Linked DNA regions of Mus musculus: region 1 is linked to region 2. The links are chromatin contacts, called in public ChIA-PET maps. All regions are on one chromosome and are shown on one strand. Each heading gives the region's core, a stretch centred on a gene start, on an enhancer-like site or on the middle of the called end of the contact. The rest is flanking DNA. Distances are from core to core; before and after follow the strand shown.

Region 1 (5,548 bases), core at 457-2,956, 170 kb before region 2:
AAAAGTCTGCGGCCCGATCTAACGATCCGTACAAGACCCTAAGGCAGAACAGAGCACTGCCTTCCTAATCGGCAAGTACCAGAAGCCGGAGGTGGCCTAGAGCCCGTGGGACACAGGCTCCTGTTTCCACTGTTCTCCCAGGAACTTGGACCCTGGTACATTCCAGTTCATACTCCTGCCCTTCCCTGCCTCCCACTGCCATCACTCCCTCCTTGTATCAGGCCCTGAGCCTCCCAGGGGGGGGGCAGACTATCAAGGAGGGCATGCTGCTGGGAAAGGGTTGGGCATTGACCTCTTAGAATATGAGCATGGTTTAAAAACTAAAACTCCTGCCAAACCCCCTCTTCCTGAAATGTTGTACATTTGGGGCTTCCTTAGAGTTTGCCTCGAGTCTAGTAAAACCAAGGAGCTTTGTTTAAAGCCCTGAGCCTCCCGCGCAGCTGTGCTAGCTCGGCATGGTGTTTGCTTGCTTTGGATGGACACATCTAACTAGTTATTAGAGCATGTGTGCTCAGCGTCCTGGGTGGATGATAGCTAGTGCCACATGAAACTCTTAATAGGGTGGATCATCTGCACTTTATGAAAACCTCCCCTGCAGAGCTTAATCAATCAGACACAGAGGCATCAAAGCCCTGAATATTTCCCCCTGGGCCAGAACACAAAAGCTGATGTCACCTATGTGCACACTGTTTTAGGAAGCGAGCAGTAGGGTTTTGTAAAATAGGGAGAGGGTAGGAGAGAGGAAGGGGTGTAGAGTAGACATAAGGAGGGAGAGGCAGAGGGAAGGAGTCAGAGCTACAGAGGAATAAAGACATAGCAGAGAAAAATTCTAGTGACCATATGGAGGGTACAAAGATCCACAGGCAACCTTGAAAAGAGTAGTGGGTGCCTGTAAGATGAAAATCCCACAATAGTTCTTAGGAATTCAGATCATGATGAAAGAAACGATGGATTGTAGGAAAAACAAAATGGAGGAGAGATTTCTCGGACCCTAGGGGAGGGCCTTGGAGTAAAATGTGTAAAATCAGTCAATAAAGGGCCTCTCTCCCCTTTGCGGTTCAGGGATGTCTCTTCCACCAAATTGCAGGCCCTGCCGAGCCACGGGCTGGAGTCCATTCAGACGCTCATCGCCACGTCATCCTACTCACTGAAAACTCTGCCCTCCAGAGAAAAATTCACCAGCCTACTGGTTGCCACGCTGACCTACCCTAGCCACTGCTGTGCTTTCAGGAATTTGCCGAAGAAAGAGTAAGTGAGCAGGAGAGGGGACCGTGTTGCTGCAGAGAAGCTGGGATCTAGATCTAGTCCCGTGGCCCACGGTGCCCCGCTGCAGTCGTGGAGTAGCTTTTAGACAAAACCAAAATGAGCTGTTCCTCATCTTGACGTCTCCATGTGCTGGGCCCTGCGCCTCATAAACCTGCCAAACGCTTAAGTACCGCTGCAGCACCTTTGTAAAACCTGCTGTCAAAGCCCGTTCTCTCAGCAGAAAACATTTTACTCAATCTTGAATTTAATAATTGTCAGAGTACCACGTGGTTTGGTTTTGGGCTTGTTTTGTTTTGCTTTGTTTTTAAGCGATTTGTCTTCCACGGAAAGCAACTTCCATTTCCGAACAGAAACGTTTCCACTACAGATCGGTTAGGGAGCCCTATGAAAACGACCAGAGCGCCTGCGTGCAGCAGAGGGCGCCTGATCGCTTCTCTGCACCCCAGGCTGCGGGTGTGGTGGGTGAAGGAGAGGGTGGCAGCAATTAGGGGGCAGAATTTCATTCCTTACAGCATTCTTTCTCGGGAGTTTTCTAGCTGAGAGGCACCATTCTGCATCCGGACCCAACACGTGTCACATGTATAAAAGAAAGAAAAAGCAACAGCTAGCTTTGCAAAGGTGTGGTGCAGTCACCTAACACTTCCTGCTCTCCCACCCTTGTCTCTAGCTTGTTTTCACTGCAAGCTTTGATGTTCTCTGCTTTTCTTATTGCCCAATACACTGCTCCCAGTGGGAAAATGCAATGCTCTGAAGAGTCATTACTGCCGAGATGTGCTCAATCAATTCATTAGATACTAAGGCACTGTGGAACACATCAGGCTGCCACTGCCTTTGTTTGGAATTAACATATTTATAGCTGATCAACCAGGCTGGAGGGGGCGGGGTGGGGGAGGGGGAGAGAAAGAGAGAGAAAGGAAGCCTTGAGAAGACTTGGTTCTACCTAAATATTTGGAACAGAGAAGACAAACGCACTTGCTGTGCTTAAGGCTCTACCCCCACCCCCTTTTTTGAGGGGGTGGTGAGATGGGATCTCACTATATAGCCCTGGCTGTCCTGAACTCACTCTGCAGACCAGACTGGCCTTGAACACACAGAGATACACTTGGCTCTGCCTTCTGAGTACTGGGATCAAAGGCCTTGGCCACCAAATCCAGCTCAAGTTCTACATCATTGACTGAGCTTCAGACGACTTGAGCTGAGCACTAGCCATGTTCCAGGATGCCAGGCTTGGAAAGACGGGCAGTCATCTCAGCCCTCACAGAGTGGACAGGCGGCATAAAGGAGCGCCAAGGGGGTGTGTCAACAAAGAGAGGGACAAAACGCTCTAGGCTGTAGAGGGGCTCATGGGAGACTTCCTAGGGGAAATGACCTTAACTGAGCTTCTCACAAAAGGCTTGGGGCGGGGGAGGAGTCAAGCCAAGATGGAATGTCTCCTGTGAAGGCATGGGGAAAGAGACACTAGATGGATGTTATTCGAAAGCAAGCACAGGAAGACTGTGGGTAATGAGGGAAGATTACCCACAGAAGCAGCAGCCCAAGGCACTGGTAGGCCAAGGTGGGCTCTGAGTACCCGCCCAAGGGAGTCAGAGGAGGTAGAGCTTCAAAGACTTAAAAGTGAGATTGTGCAAATTTGATTTTATGAAACCTCAATAGGGCAGCAGAATGAAGGGTGGGTTGAAGGTGGCAAAGCTGGTAAAAGACAGACAGGCAGGCAGGCAGACAGACAGACAGACAGACAGACAGACATAGTGGTTTAGGGTAAGGCTGGTTCTGGTCACCTACTTAACTTTTGTAGTGAAGAGGTCAAATGCCTCCTGAAATCATGACTGTTTACTTCAAAGCCTTTTATTCTAGGAGGGTGGAAAGGGGGTTAGAGACTATGACTGTCTGAGCTATCTGTGAACATCATCACACACATTGTCTTGAGTGAGCTTGGCTATGTCTACTCTGTTGCGGGTGCTTCTGGGACCATAAAGCCCAAGGACGCCTTAGAGGCCATGAAGATGAAGAGTTGAAGATCAGTCCGTGGGATCTGGTTGCAAACTGAGGCGTTCTATAGATGACACACTTGGCTGCCTGGGCACAGCTTGCTTGCTTGCTTGCTTTCTTTCTTCCTTTCTTTCTTTCTTTCTTTCTTTCTTTCTTTCTTTCTTTCTTTCTTTTAACTAGCTTTTTTCTTTATTTACATTTCAAATGTTATCCCCTTTCCTCATTTCCCCTCCAAAACCCCCCTATCCCATTCCCCCTCCCACTGCTCACTTACCCACCCACTCCCACTTCCCTGTCCTGGCATTCCCCTACACTGGGCCATAAAGCCTCCACAAGACCAAGGGCCTCTCCTCTCACTGATGTCCCACAAGGCCATCCTCTGCTACATATATGGCTGGAGCCTTGAGTCCCTCCATGTGTACTCTTTGGTTGGTAGTTTAGTCCCTGGGAGCTCTGGGGGTTCTGATTGGCTCATATTGTGGTTCCTCCTATGGGGCTGCAAACCCCTTTGGCTCCTTGGGTCCTTTCTCTATGGGCACAGCTTTCTAAGATATTTTTGGTAACTGTGGAGATAGAATGTGTATCATCCAGTGTTATCATTCGGAGGTCAAGTTCCTGTTAACTGTGGACTTGTCTGCAAATACTGTGCCAGAACTACCCTCCCCCATTAAACATGAGGTGGGTGGGGACTGGGACAGGAACAGAGACTCAGTCCAAGTTTACAAACGCAACAGTGTCTAGAATAACAAGAGGGTTAGTCTTTGAAAGGTCATGTGGTCAAATCCCCATCTTTCTGCATTTGCACACTACCATTACTACAAGGACCTGTTTCGCTGCTGCTGGATAACAGAGCAGAGCAATGTCCACGTTGGGTGCCTCACATCTCCATCCTCCACAAGGAAGGCTGTGGCACTCCCAGCAGCTTCCTCACCCTCATTCCTTATTTCTGAGCCCCCCCGTAGGTTTGGTTGCCAGGCACCAGCCTTCTATCTCCTTGTCACATCCCCCTTTTCGAAGCCAAACTTCCCAGAGGGGAAGACAGAAGATAAGGGAACACCAATGCTAGGTTTTGCCCAAAGGCTGAAGGCTTAAGTACACAACAGCAGCACACCCAGCCGCACAGAATCCTGACAGAAAGACTTCCAGCTACAATTTAAAGCCATGAATGCCATGTAGTTAATCAAGGCCAATAGGAGGGGGAAGAGTTGGTGAGGAGCAAACTTGAGTACACCATAAAAGCAGCTTTTAATAAGCATTGGAAAAACTCATGATTCAATACAACAAATTTACGTGTTTTCCCCCCACCTCTCCCGAACCCACGCAAAGCACTTAGCATTCAGAAGCACTTTCTCTAAGCTGGAGACACGAAGAACAATGCACGAGGGTATATAGTCTCTCCTCGGGAAGCATTTCAGTCAGGACAATGGTGCAGAACTTACCCAGGGTAGCATGGCTAAGGAATGCGGACGAGTACAGCATAAATAGACACCATCGGGCTAAAGGACCAAAAGATCAATGGCTTGTTTTTCTCTTTTCTACCTCTTCTCTTTCAGACAGAATTTTTCATTTTCCATTTTTGAAAACTTTTCCAAACAATGTGAAAGCACAGTTAGAGAAGCGAATAACGAGACGCTGTAAGTATTCACGCGAAGACATGCGGGAGCCGAGGCTTGTTCTGTGGACAGCTTATTGTTATTTGCTGCGACGGTTTTTCTTTTGATAAAAGTCTTGGTGAGAGGATGTTTGCAATGTAGTTTTTCTATAGTTTCGAATGGGAATATTTCCCCTTTGCAAGTGCCAACTGGTCGTACGTGTTATTGTAGCTGTTTAAAAGAAAAGCAAAATGAAACGGGAAAGCCTAAGATATAAGGAAGTGGTTCCTATAAACATTAGTGTGTATGAGATGGCAGTTTCATTTTATCAGGCATTTGGGTGTCACCGAGGGCTGCTCAAAATGATGTCTTCATCCGAAGTAACACTTCACAAAGACAAACTGATTGCAGACATGGCTTCTAAAGGCAATGACTTCCTGTCAAAGACCATGCTCCCAAGTGTGGTGTTACCCTTTTGTGTGTGTGTGTGTGTGTGTGTGTGTGTGTGTGTGTGTGTGTCTGTGTGTGTGTGTGTCTGTGTGTGTCTGTGGTGTGTATCTGTGTGTGTGTGTGTGTGTCTGTGGTGTGTGTCTGTGTGTGTGTGTGTGTCTGTGTCTGTGTGTGTCTGTGTGTGTGTCTGTGTGTATGTGTGTGTCTGTGTGTGTGTGTCTGTGTGTGTGTGTCTGTGTCTGTGTGTGTCT
Region 2 (5,918 bases), core at 147-2,646:
AACCTCTGCCCAGGCCCCAGGCATCTGCACCGTCCCCGAAGGCAGCTCCTCTCCTCCCACCTCCCGCTCTCCTCAGCCTCTTGAATAAACTGCAGTAATCTTAACTACTTGAGAACAGGTTGCTGTGTTCCAGGGTTTTCCCATGCCTACCTCTTGTTGATATCAAGATTAGCAGGTTATAGTCACCAAAGCCAAAGGGCACTCATTCATTCACTCATTCATTCATTCCAAAACTCTCTGCTAAATACCGACGGTGGAGAACACAGAAAATGTGGCCCCACACTCTTGTTTTAACAAGATGAAAGAGGCCAGCAGTCCAGCTCAACAGGGGTTTCCTGAAAGGCACGGTTTGAAACTGCAATCTGATTTATCTACTTATGTATTTATTTAATTATATATTAAATTAAATACATATGTTTTATAGCCCCACTCAGGTTTATTTAGGTCAGTTCTGAAACAAGACAGAATACTATGTATAGCCCAATCCTCCAGCCAATCCTGAGTGCTCACAAGAAAGGGGAAACAAATAGCAAATGCAGACTGTGGAAGGATTTAAAACTAGCTTCAAGTCAGATACAAGTAAGACGGCCAGTCTCTGTCTGATATGAGCAACTGTGACTCTAAGGTGACTGAGAAATAAAGTGGTGTGGAGCATGTGTCAAGACCAGACATCACTGGTTCCCACAGAAGGCTGGCTTCACTGTCAGTGAAAACCACTAATGTGCTGAGGTCACATGAAGGAGCTCACCTGAAGCCTGCTGATGTTCTGACTGGCTAGCCTCATCTCCTCTGTCAGTGTCTCCTTCGACTTCTCCGCCAGGGCTAGTCTCTTAGAGAGCGCACGGCACTGTACAATCAAAACACCAAATCTTATCCTTGGAAAGGTAGCAGGTTATACTCACCAAAGCCAAAGGTCGCTCATTCATTCCCTCATTTACTCATCCCAAAACTCTCTGCTGAATACCTCTGCACAGCCCCCAGGCATCTGCACCTTCAGAGGTGGTCCAGCTCAGCAGTCTAATGGCCAATGGTTACAAGCACATAAGAACACTCTCCATTTTCACAGAACCTATTTGTACTAGTGAGGATAAAGGACTGTAGTTATCTCAAAAGTGGCCACAGGCCGACAAGCATGGCAGACTTGGCTTCTAAGTTCTTCACTAAAGGTCTCAATCCCAGAACCAAAACATCCTTATAACCCACCCAGTAGCCTCACACGCCCACCTGGGGAGGCAGGTGGTTTTTCTAGGAGTTTTACTAAACCCAGATGGTGCAAGGCAGAGCAGGTGAAAGGAAGAAGAGAAAACTTGATTTCACACTATTGTTCAACAAGGAGGATGTGCAGAGAGAGACACGTGTGAATGCTGGGTGGACACCAGCTGTCTGTTCTCGTACAGGGTGGCAGTACTTCCTGTTTATAGATGAGAACGAACTAGGGCAATCTAAAACCTCTTGTACCATAGTCGTGCTGAAAACATTTACTCAAGTAGGCAGATCTCATGAAAACCAGACAGCCTAAAATCCCCTAGTTATTATTTGTTCTCGAGAGACTCTCAGGACAGTTTGTACAATCAGTCTAACCACTTCCCTCTGTGCTCAGCAATGAACTCCCAAGAGAGAGAGAACATGCAAGACACAGGCCCCAGGAAGATGACAGTCACAGCTGGGACACCAACCCAGAGAGCAGGCAGGGAACCAGAAATGATGGCATCAGCTGCGGGTATGGCTCAAGAAATAGCAGTCCACTGTCAGCCAGGCCCCCAACTCTCTACACTGTAACAAGCAGCCACACATGACCAACCCATCAAAGGTGGGTGCGGCAGCTTCCTAAACATTGGACTAGACACAGTCTTATTTTAACAAGAAAAACTCAAAGTCCTTCTCTACCTTTAGCAAACTGACTGGCTATTAACCTCTTCATTCCTGCGGTGTTCAACACAAGCCTAGATAAAGCTAGTGTGCCACCCCTCCCTTTTTGCTTTAACAACTTAGGTAGTGTAATTCTCTGCCTGCCATCTGTGATTCATTCTTACTATAAAGTGTCAAAGGCTTAAAGACCCTGCATGCACCCACCCAACCTTCTATCTTCTTTATTTAATAATACTTAATAATGATTAAGATAAGTATTTAATAATACTTATCTCATTCACTTCCTCTCCACCACACACACACACTCATAAACACACACACACACACACACACACATACAAGGAACCTGCAGTTTGGTCCCTGGAACCCACATAGTGGAAGAGAGCCAACTTGTGTAAGCTGTTTTCTCCCATCTACTTGTGCTGTGACACTCACACACATACAGAGCAAGCAAACCTAAAGACAAAACGTATCAGGTACATCCAGCTTATCACCTTGTGCTTGTAAAATCCCCGTATCTGTGCATGTCCTCTACCACTAAGACAAGTAAGCTCTACTAATCCTACAAAACCCGCAGCATGGGGCCATGGAAAGGCTGCCATAACTCCATCCTCTCTCTGGCAGGAACTTGGACATGACACAGGAAGCTGTACACTTGATGAAATGAACATTCTGGAGCGGCTCAGACTAATCACCATGAGCTACAAACAATCCAGACATAGAAAGACATAGACAGAAAGTGCAGGGGACGGTGGCTCTCTTCCATCAGATAAGAGAACAGCACAGTGGTCTGACTCTAGCAGGGTCAGGGAGAAGTGGCAGTCTCACCGTGTCCACTCACCTCGGCGTAGAAGTGCACTGACTTACTGTCAGCCAGCTGCAGCTGAGATGTGAGCTCCGCTATCCTGGCCATGTAGTGACTCTTAATTAGGTCTTCACGGGACTCAACATCCGGAGCCTAAACAGAACACGAACGCACCAGAGATGCCAGTGAGCAGGGCAATTCTGGCAAAGGACACAAGGACCACGGCTCCGCCCTCTTTCCTGGAACCTCACAGGACCCACACAGTTCCCAAACGTCAGTCATGGCAGGAAAACAGACCAGATTTCCTTAGCCAGCACCTGCGGGTCTGTGTCTTAGTGCTCCCCAGAAGGCAGCAAGCAGCACTGTGGTGACATAGGGAAGCCCCGTGGGTCATGCCTTTCCAGGCACCACATTTTTCACTCATCTGCTCATTCATTCATTCATGGTCTTTGAGGTGTTTGCTTGTTTTTAAGTTTGAAGGTCGCTGAGCATCCAGGGCTAAATGCAAATTCACAATCTTCCTTCATGACAGACATGAGGCACCACACACAGTTCTGACCAGCTTTTAGCAGCTACAAACCTAACTTTCAAAATCTCCATGTTTCTGACAAATATGTCCTCTTTAACGGGAAGAGGGCACAGAACTGGGGGGGGGTGGTATTTATTGGAAACACTCTGTTTTTTATTAGCATATAATCATTATATATATAGCACTGGGTTTCAGTTCGTATATTATACATTTTGCCTGTGCCCCAACTCCCCATCTTCTCCTTTTTTCCCCTTCTCCCATTAGTTCTATCATTCTTTCTATAGTCACAGATATGGTTTTCTATATCTTTATATAATCTAGGACCCACAAATGGAGAAAATATAACATTTATTTTTCTGAGCCTGACCTTATCTACTTTACATGATAATCTCTAGTTATATCCATTTTCTTGCAATATCATTGTTTATGGCTTCATGAAATTCCCCTGTGTATACACAGCACATTTTCTTTGCCATTTCTCTGCTGACGGGCACCTAGATTGACTGCGTGACCTGATCCTCTGAACACTGCTGCAATAAACATCTAAGTGAATAGTGCTGGGCTGTGTTCACTCACAGCCCTTCTACATTTAGAACAGTCATTTTTTTTTACACTTAAATTTTCTTCAGGAAAATGTAAAGCTCTTAAAAATACTAATAAATTAAATAAAACTGCAAGGTTTTATTTATGGCCTTTGTCTCAGACTGGTATTTCCCCTGGTTGCACTACCAATAATACACAATTGATGCAAACTTAAAAGTATACAAATCTCAATATTACCTTTGACATAAATAGCGAAATCACAGAATCTGCCGGCCTCCTAGGACCACAGCATCTTCACTAAGCAATGACCTCAGTTACCTCAGTTTTCTTTTTCTGGTCACTTGCAAAACCATGCTCTTCAAGTACTTCAAAATTCAAATGTGTAAGCTCACATGGAGGCCTAAAAAACCAAGTCTTCCCAGCTGCCCTCGGCCTCACACACCTGGCACAGAACACAGAACAATGGCCTGCGGCCAGGCAGGGGTGCATCAGTCCCACTCTGAACGCTGGCCGCTGAACAAGACATTTGCTAAACCTGGCTCTAACAGCCTTCTAGTGAAGAAGGACAGCATGCAGGAAGTGAGAAAGGCAGCCTGGAAGCATCGTTGAGAGGGAAGCACAAAGACAGCTACCACACGACTCTGCTCGCAAACCTGCACCACACACAGGCTAAGGAGCACCATGATCCGAGCACACATTACCTCACTGTCTGGCGTCCTGGTTAACATCCCAACCTGCAACATAAAGAAAAATACTGTTAGAGCAGGAGGCTTACATCTCAGACACAGAGGCTAGCGGTCTATAGCGCATGCTCGTCTCAGCCTGTGCTAGAGCACAGAACATTTATAATTTATATCACGGCTCTGAGCGTTCAGCGCGGCTTCTGCCTTGAGGCTGAATGGCCACTGCCAAATGCTCGAGCGAAATGCTGATTAACCCAACAAACTATCGGAAGAGCAAGAGGATGACGGGCTCTGACCCTGTTATATCATTTCCAAAGCAGTAGCCAGAGATGGCTGTATGGAGACCACAAATCTTACAACGTGCTGACTGAAAATCATAAACAAACACCGCATAAAAACTCAAAAGGAAAAGGCATACTTCAACATGGTGTTATGAAGCCATTAACATTTGAAACTTAAATATATAAGTTTAGGTAAATTATAGTACAACTCCATTTTGTCTGGCTTGCTTTTATAGATTAAGACTCCAAAAACAGGATAGAGGTGGCTCAATGGTAGATAGCTTGCCTCATATTCACAGACCCTTGGTTCAATCTTGACCACTACCACCACCCCTTAAAAAACAGAAAAGATGTCAAAAACAGGTATAACCACAAGATTTAAGCTACTGTCCTGGGTGGTAGGTTGGGTCGAGGGCAGAAGGACTTAAGGGGACAACTACTGGGTCATTCTAAGAGGGTTCTACTTTACTCTCAGTGGGTTCCACCTCACTCTCATAAGTTCTGACCATCAGGGAGGACCTCCAGCCGACAGTTCTCACACACTCTCAACCACCCTCAAGTGTACCATTCTTCTATCCCAGGCCTCTGACCACTCCCTTTGTAAAGACTGCATAGTGTTTGAGTGTGCTTGATCCAGAGAGTGGCACTATTAGGAGGTGTGGCCTTGCTAGAGGAAGTGTGTCATTGTTGGTGTGGCTTTAAGACCCTCATCCTAGCTGCCTGGAAGCCAGTCTTCTCCTGCCTGCCTTTGGGCTCAGCTCCTCCCGCTCCACGCCTGTCTGGATGCTGCCATGCTCCCTCCTTGATGGTAACGGACTGAGCCTCTATTTAAAGCAATAGAAACCGATATGTAATTTATATGGGCTTGTTTATGTCTCTCTAAACTCACAGGTGATGAGGAGGGGCTCTTGGGAGATGGCCTCCTGGACATTTATAAAACAGAGGCCCAGGCTGCTCATTCACGTATGCATGTGACAACATGGAGTGCAAAGACGGTCAACAGTGACACGGAAGTACACCCTGGGGAAGCCGGAAGTACACCTTGGACAGACACCTACCCACTCTTTGAATTTCCCGGCCTCCTGCTGTTCATAAGCCACCCAGTTTCTGCCATTTTGTTGTAGGAACAGGACTGGAGTAGGTCGGGTCTTTATCAAACAGGAAGACTCACCAGACTGGTGCTCTGCACAGGCTCTGTCAGGACCTTG

The links. ChIA-PET counts read pairs in DNA pulled down with a chosen protein or histone mark.
Region 1: an RNA polymerase II ChIA-PET map of memory CD8 T cells shows a contact between it and region 2, with 5 read pairs. The contact joins two enhancer-like sites. A contact is called at or near these places in 1 of 39 promoter capture datasets (pre-B cells), 2 of 484 Hi-C or Micro-C datasets (nephron progenitors and uterus), 1 of 115 datasets of contacts at active chromatin or transcription factors (memory CD8 T cells) and 2 of 9 other capture datasets (adipose tissue and pancreatic islet).

The regions. Positions count from the first base shown.
Region 1 is chr17:88,749,444-88,754,991 of GRCm38.p6, reverse strand. It overlaps Lhcgr (luteinizing hormone/choriogonadotropin receptor), which reads left to right. Exons shown (of 11, transcript NM_013582.3): 9 at 1,063-1,248; 10 at 4,809-4,889. Among named protein-coding and RNA genes, the nearest start is that of Lhcgr, 40 kb to the left of the region's middle. Within about 2 kb of position 1,706, at least 38 of the 459 cell types and tissues checked have an H3K27ac peak or open chromatin away from gene starts, as enhancers often do. A contact at or near this core is called in adipose tissue and memory CD8 T cells, where this site is marked.
Region 2 is chr17:88,577,344-88,583,261 of GRCm38.p6, reverse strand. It overlaps Ppp1r21 (protein phosphatase 1, regulatory subunit 21), which reads right to left. Exons shown (of 22, transcript NM_028658.4): 17 at 5,882-5,918; 18 at 4,448-4,480; 19 at 2,711-2,827; 20 at 749-847. Among named protein-coding and RNA genes, the nearest start is that of Gm31704, 45 kb to the left of the region's middle. Within about 2 kb of position 1,396, at least 76 of the 459 cell types and tissues checked have an H3K27ac peak or open chromatin away from gene starts, as enhancers often do. A contact at or near this core is called in adipose tissue and memory CD8 T cells, where this site is marked.